Linked DNA regions of Zea mays: region 1 is linked to region 2. The links are chromatin contacts, called in public Hi-C maps. All regions are on one chromosome and are shown on one strand. Each heading gives the region's core, a stretch centred on a gene start, on an enhancer-like site or on the middle of the called end of the contact. The rest is flanking DNA. Distances are from core to core; before and after follow the strand shown. Region 1 holds the start of LOC100279461. Region 2 holds the start of LOC100280416.

Region 1 (3,751 bases), core at 723-3,222, 400 kb before region 2:
CCAATGCCCTCAGCCCCCCCCCCCCCTTCTCTTTAATGGTGCTTGATACTCAAGAAAAGAACAACAATCATCTGCTCCAAATGGTTCAATACTTTACATACCCCCCCCCCCCCCAATGGAATTTTATAAATAGTCTATCTAAAACTGATGTTATCTCAGTTAGAGAAGCACAGCATGTAAACTATCAGCTTCCCCTAATCCCATGGCATATAGGCTACACGGAAACAGTTTACCTGATTAACTCAAATTAAACTTACAAGACAAGAGGCTGTTGGTCTTATTTTTCTGGATGAAGGAGAATAATCAGATACTCAGTGCAGCAAAGCGAAAAGATGAACAACAACAGATTGCGCCACAAGTCTGTTATAATATAATATAAGTGAATTGTCCACATTCTACTATCATCTTAATCTTTTAGGTTGTACTATTTGGTGTATACCACTTAATATGGTATTAAAGACAGAGGTCTCGAGTTCGAATCATGTCTATCACAATTAAATAAAATAATTGTTGATCGCTCCTATATTCCACGTCAGAGACCAAAAGAAGCTCGACGAGGAGGGAAAGTGTTAGAATATAATATACGAGCTGATTTGGTGGACAGAGATCACGAGAAGATTAATGAGGAATTCCTCCACCATGGATCCCTTCGTAATCCATATCTACCAAATCAGCCCTAAGTGAATTGTCTACCTCCTGTTATTAGCTTAAGCTTTTAAATTTGACTGATTGGTGCATGCAACTTAATACAGTCGACTAAGCAGGGCTGCCTGTCAATGTCTGATCGCGGTGACCGAAAACGATGTGTTTGGGACGCAAGGTTCTTGTGACTGAGAAAAGCCATCGAGAACAAGGAGGCATTGTGGAGCTGCTTTTTTTTTCCCACCCTCATCCTCATGTGCCGGTTACTGATTAGTGTAGCTCACATCTCCAGTACGGTTCTGCTTTGCCGCTTTGCCCGCACCGTTTCATCATCAGCGGTATCATCTGACTGTCTGATGCATCGACGCGTTCACTTTTCTGTGATCCAGCCTGGTGAGGAAAGAAGCAATCATCGCCATCGATCCCGATATACTGATAGATAATTTGAAGTGACTGTTTTTTTTGGCAGGGGTAAATGAGCTCCCTTTGCTGTGGAAGGTGGGAGCCTGTTCAGCTACTAGCAGAAAGTGAGTGAGGCTCACTCACTCACTAAAGCCAAGGCTATCCGATACGTTACCTCAGAAACGACTTGCCTGGCGCTTGGCTACCAGACACCGACACTATCAAGCTAGCTGCAAGTTAAAAAAAACACACACATGTGCTTAAAGGCTGGAACGTTCGGCAGTTGACACGGCATAGGTCTCTGTCTTTTATGATCGATCCATCACTTTCCTTGCAATTTTTGTATCATGAATCTGTCCTACACATCATCAGCAACAAACCTGTACTAGACATTTATTAATGCACTATCCGCTAGGCAATACAGTTGCTGGTTCCAAATGTTAACTTCTGATTGAACACACAGTAAGCTTTTAAGGAATTAGAGAGGAAAAAGAAAAGATTTCCTTTTTGTTTGTTGTGGCTAGTAAAGCAAACCCACTGAATCAGTGAGCTCAGTGCAGGAGGAGAGTGAAAGCAGCTTCACTTCCACCGGTGAAGAAGCGTCGGACCGCACCGCGCACATATTCCCTCCGTGGGGGCCAAGCAATCTCTCCAGCAGAACGATCTCCGCGACACTGATCTGGACCTGGTTTGGGTTTCACAGGGACACGCGGGCGATCATGCCGCGACGGGGACGACAGCGAATCCCCACGGGAGAAGCTTCCATCCACCATGATTGATCGCATCGAAAGCGATGCGATGCGCCCCTGCTCCAAAGAGGCCAGTCAGAGCCCAGGTGAATCCGATTCTGTCAAAAGCGAGGCTCGGCTCCAGCTACAAATTGCGCCCATGCTGCCGGTACCAGTCCCTACCACCAGTGTCCCGTCCCCGGTTTGACTGCCGAGCTGATTCGTGTGGGCGTCAATGGTGAACACCGGGCGCTTCGTCGTCCTCGTCCTCGCCTACCGCCTCCTGGTACCCCTCCTCTCAGGCTCAGCTGAACCGGACCACACCACCAAAGAGGTAGTGCTACTGTTTGGATGGCTGCACTGCACTTGATTGATTGGCAGCTTAGGATTGTGGTTGTGGGTGGTGATTGCTCCACCGCGGACCTTACTGAATTATGCTTTTTGATCGACGGTGTTGGCAATCCAGTCGTATGTCGTATACATGGGGAGCCCGTCGGGCGGCGGCGACCCGGAGGCGGTGCAGGCGGCTCACCTGCAGATGCTGTCGTCCATCGTCCCGAGCGACGAGCAGGGGAGGGTGGCGCTGACGCATAGCTACCACCACGCGTTCGAGGGCTTCGCCGCCGCGCTCACCGACAAGGAGGCCGCCGCGCTCTCCGGTGAGGCTACGGACTCCCGATCGACCGATTGCCAGTGATCGTGCGAAGGCCAGCAACGATGGCGACCTGACCTGTTAGTTACTTGTCGCGTTCTTTGCAGGGCACGAGAGGGTGGTGTCCGTGTTCAAGGACCGAGCCCTGCAGCTGCACACGACGCGGTCGTGGGACTTCCTGGAGGTGCAGTCCGGGCTCCAGTCCGGCCGCCTCGGCCGACGGGCGTCGGGGGACGTCATCATGGGCATCGTCGACACGGGCGTCTGGCCGGAGTCGCCGAGCTTCAACGACGCCGGGATGCGGGACGTGCCGGCGCGGTGGCGCGGCGTGTGCATGGAAGGACCCGACTTCAAGAAGAGCAACTGCAACAAGTACCAATGCTGGCTGGCATTTTGTATCTGCTCAAGAAAATTTCTGAACAAGTGACACATTCCCTGAAATGCGTGTCTGCCATGTGCCTGTCGCAGGAAGCTCATAGGCGCCCGGTTCTACGGCGTCCAGCCCGAGTCGTCGGCATCGAACGCCTCCAGCAGCGCCGTGGCGACGCCGGCCGCAACCGGATCGCCGCGGGACACCGTGGGCCACGGCACGCACACCGCGTCCACGGCGGCCGGCGCGGTCGTGTCGGACGCCGACTACTACGGGCTCGCCCGGGGCGCGGCCAAGGGCGGGGCGCCGTCGAGCCGGGTGGCCGTGTACCGCGCGTGCTCGCTGGGCGGGTGCTCCGCGTCGGCCGTGCTCAAGGCCATCGACGACGCGGTGGGCGACGGCGTGGACGTCATCTCCATCTCCATCGGTATGAGCTCCGTGTTCCAGTCAGACTTCCTCACCGACCCCATCGCGCTGGGCGCGCTCCACGCGCACCAGCGCGGCGTGCTGGTGGTCTGCTCCGGCGGCAACGACGGGCCCAACCCCTACACCGTCGTCAACTCCGCGCCGTGGATCCTCACCGTCGCCGCCTCATCCATCGACCGCTCCTTCCAGTCCACCATCGCTCTCGGCAACGGCGACGTCGTGAAGGTTAGGCATGCACATACCATGGCACCGACTCCAAGCTGTTCCTTCCACCACCACCGCGTCGATCGCCATGCTTACAGCAGCTCTTGGTCGTTCGTTGCGTGTGTCAGGGAGTGGCAATAAACTTCTCCAACCACAGCCTCAGCGGCGAGCAGTACCCTCTGGTGTTCGGGGCCCAGGTGGCCGCCCACTACGCGCCGGTCGCCGAGGCGAGGTACGAGTGCCATACGCCCATACCGCAGCTGAACGCGCCTCATTTTCTCAGGGCGTAGAACTGATCAATGTTGGAGAACGTTGCAGCAACTGCTA
Region 2 (3,738 bases), core at 1,199-3,698:
AAAACAATATTAAAACAACTATTTTACATTAGCATGAATTCAATATATGTAAATCTAAACAATTCTAGTAGCTCAATTTTTTAGTTTAGTTTGAACAAGGCAAGCTACACAACAAGGAGATGATTGCAGTTAAGTATGGTAAGCAAACCATATGGGACATAGGAGACTCAAGATACATTTGCTTCTTCGAATTCAAGTTAGGTGATTCACACACTAATTGGTATTATATGCTAAGCTCTCATTTAGAACATCGTAAAAACCACATTAGAGGGAGTCACTCCAATAATATTGATGATCATCAATCTTTGAACTTCACAGAAGGTATATACTAAGTCCACTTTTCTAGTTTGTTAAGTTTTCCCACTAGCAATGCGGGTAAGACTCTAGTATTATTATAGCTCACGAAATATTAATTAAATTAGATGGGCTAGCCCATTTAAATTCAACAAGCACTCCCTCTATTTGTTTAAAAAAACTTTATTTTAGATATATATTTGCCCCTAAAACAAAAGTCCTTTTAGAAGAAGGAAGGCTAGATGTAAAAAGGGAGAGCCAGGTCGGTTCATCTCGAAATTGACCCATCGTTTCGCAACCTCCGTCGATCCATTTTAACATGGGATGTGGCGTGGCTGGGACACCACCACATCAAGTGACCTAACCTAGCCCAATTGGATCCTAGGTCTAGGAGTGTAATCGAATCAGATATGGACTGATATTGCTTTTTCCATATTTGTTTTCGTATTTTCTCTTCGAATCAGATATGTATATTATCGACATCTTAAACATCCAACTTTGAGTATAAGAATACTAATATAAATTAGATACTGAATACTCGAAATCGAATACGGATCAAATCTCAACCATTTTAAATAGATCAAACTCGAATATTGATAAATAATATCAACATTCAGCACCAAACAATAGTTTTAACAAAATTTAACAATTTCATCAATCCAGTAGCATCAATCAATATATCATAGATGTAAATTGGAGATAGTGTATTGAATTCGAATGGCCCACATGTCAGATAACAGATATAAAGATATGATATATATATGCAAAATAATATCTATAGATATTTTATTATATCCATACTTGTACATATGGATAATAAATGTCAATATATCCATATCTAATATATAATTACTCACTATTATTTATTCATATCCTTACCCTGGAGTAGAGTTCTGTCTTGAAGCCTTGAAGATCCACCGGCGCGGAATCTCATCGATTGGCTAGACGCCTACGTGTGGCGTGGCCCACCCGACTCTGACAACGCGGCTTTGCATGGACCTCCCGACGACCATTTCAAAAGGGTTCAGAATTTGGCTGCTCATGCGTTCACACAACTCGCTTTTGATCGCGACAGAAGCGCCTTTCTTTTGCGGTTTAGGCCGTACCAGTACAACCGCATAAAATTGACCTGGCTGTGGACTATGGTCACTGCTCCGTACAAGGAGACTCCCTGCACGGGGACCCGTGCTGAGCTTGGGCAACAAGAGTGGCAGGGGGTGGACCCAACAAGTGTGCCCGCCGATCGAGGCAGCGGTGGACCGACCGACCGTGGTCGTCGACGACGCTGGCTTTCCATGCAATGCAAGCGCCCTCAGTGACGCACGGGAAAAGGCGCATGCGGCGGCGGGGATCCTTTGCGGACAGGAGATGACGATGAGCGAGCGGTGGACCCAGCCAGACGGGTACCTAGGTGGGGCCCGCACCTCAGCGGCCGCCGGCCGCAGCCCACCGGCACGGCACGGCGTCCGCATGTGATGGGAATGGGATGGGCGGATGGCCAGCCGGCAGCCACCGCAAGCGCGGCAGCGACGCGGTTTCCGTAGGGCCCCACTCCACCGTCCGGTCCTCTCCTTTCGCTTTCCTCTTCCGCACCCATCGCTACGCACACCCTGAACCCCTACTACTACGTAGAGGCCTCATCAGCTGCTTATGTTTTCTTTTTCGTGTTTCTTGTTTTTGAAAAAAATCATGTGCACCTACTCCTATACTCTGCTCCACTCGTCCTCATAAAACATAAAGGAAAGAACTATTCCAACATTCAAATTTGTCTTGAGTTATAAGAGATAAAGTGTAATCCTTTTTAAAACCGAGTTTAAAAAATGATTAGATCGGCATACATATATAACCAAAGTATCAAGTATGGTTATATCACGAATGTCTTCCTATGATCAAGAGGTAGTTAAATACATCATTTGTTTCGCGCCCTAGAATTTCTAAAGACACCTTGTGTTCCACAAACAACAAGGAGGCAAGACATTAGGGCCAATTTTAGCTCACCTGCGTCTCTCAAATGCTGCTATGCTAATGTTTCGAAAGATTCTACTGAAAATGATGGTGTAGACAGCCCGTGTGCTCCCACCATTTCGGCCTCGCAACGCTGGCTGCTCACAGTATAAATTCCCGCTGGCCGCCGTCGCCTCCCGCTACCCGCCTCACCTTTCCTCGCCTACGCCTACCCCCACCACCTGTCACCCCAATCCAATTCCAAGCTGCGAGCTGTCGAGCTGCTGCACCTCCCCTCTCTCGCTAGTCGCTTCCATTCCCTTCGTCACATGGCGGCAAACCGCTGCACCGGCCTCGACCCAATCTGGACCCACGCCGGCGCCAGCCACTGCTACTTCTCGTCGCCCCCCGGCTGCCTCACCTCCGCGGCCGCCTTCGAGAACTCGGCGCTCACCTCGGCGCTCCGCGCCTCCATTGCGCCTGCCCACGCCAGCTCCGCCGCGGCCCGGCCCTTCTCCCCGTCCACCCCGTCCTCCTCGACCTCGTCCGCCTCCGAGCTCCTGTCCAGCGGCCACGACGCAGCTCCCGCGCCGGTGTCCAGCAGGCCGGGCCAGCCGCCCGCCGCCCGGGCCGTGGCGGGAGGACCTAGAGGGGGCCGCGTCGCCAAGCGCAAGCCGCGCCCGTCGCGGCGCCCGCAGACCACATACATCACCGCCGACCCCGCCAACTTCCAGCGCATGGTGCAGGAGATCACCGGCCTCCCCGCCCCTGGGCCCTCCTCCTCCTCCTCCCCCGCTGCCGCCGTCGCCGCGCCCAGCTGGACGCCCGCCGCGCCCGCGTGCGTGCTCCCGACACTGGACACGTCCGCTTTCTTCCTGCTCGACCGCGCCGCCGCTGCGCCAGCGCCGGTGGACAGGAGCCCGGGCGCGCGCGCGTGGACCGCGACGCACACGCACGCCGCCGTGGCAGCTGGGGCCGACGGCTCGGACTCGGCGGCGCTGCTAGAGCTGGAGGCACTGGTGCGCGCCATTGAGGGCGAGTGTGGCTTCCCGGCCCTGGAGAGCTCGGGGCTCATCTGATGAGTTGGGATTGGAGCTTTTGTCCGTCCGAATGTCCGATGGCACATGATCGGACGGCGGATGTCGGTTGAGCCGATGCCTTTGAGATGTATACTAGCAAGAAGTATTAGGCTGCTGCCTGCTTTTAGTTGAGTACATCTCTTCTCCATGAGGATTACATGCATGGTTCCTTCTATTCTAGTCAGTTAAGGAGATGACAGTGTTAATTACTTATTCCGTAATGAAATCTGATGGCTTTCTTAACGTGAAGGCCTTTGCGTGTTCCCTATTTACCTTTTGAGACTTTCAGTTTTTTCAGCAATCAGGAGTTCATGACTCAGGAGTAGAGATGGCAATGGGTACCCGAAACCCGAAACCCGGTGGGTTTTTACCCTATTAGGGGACGGATACGGGCTAATATCCAAACCCACGGGTTTCTTAA

The links. Hi-C and Micro-C count contacts between places; a contact is called where the count stands out from the background.
Region 1: a Hi-C map of endosperm shows a contact between it and region 2, with 2.8 times the contacts expected there. The contact joins the promoter of LOC100279461 here to the promoter of LOC100280416 in region 2. A contact is called at or near these places in 3 of 25 Hi-C or Micro-C datasets (bundle sheath, endosperm and root tip).

What each region holds. Positions count from the first base shown.
Region 1 is chr3:45,414,690-45,418,440 of Zm-B73-REFERENCE-NAM-5.0, reverse strand. It overlaps LOC100279461, which reads left to right and starts at 1,972. Exons shown (of 9, transcript NM_001367371.1): 1 at 1,972-2,106; 2 at 2,239-2,431; 3 at 2,532-2,796; 4 at 2,893-3,445; 5 at 3,553-3,656; 6 at 3,743-3,751. The coding sequence starts at 2,008.
Region 2 is chr3:45,015,916-45,019,653 of Zm-B73-REFERENCE-NAM-5.0, reverse strand. LOC100280416 reads left to right here and starts at 2,448. Exons shown (of 1, transcript NM_001153339.2): 1 at 2,448-3,584. The coding sequence starts at 2,568. The coding sequence ends at 3,317.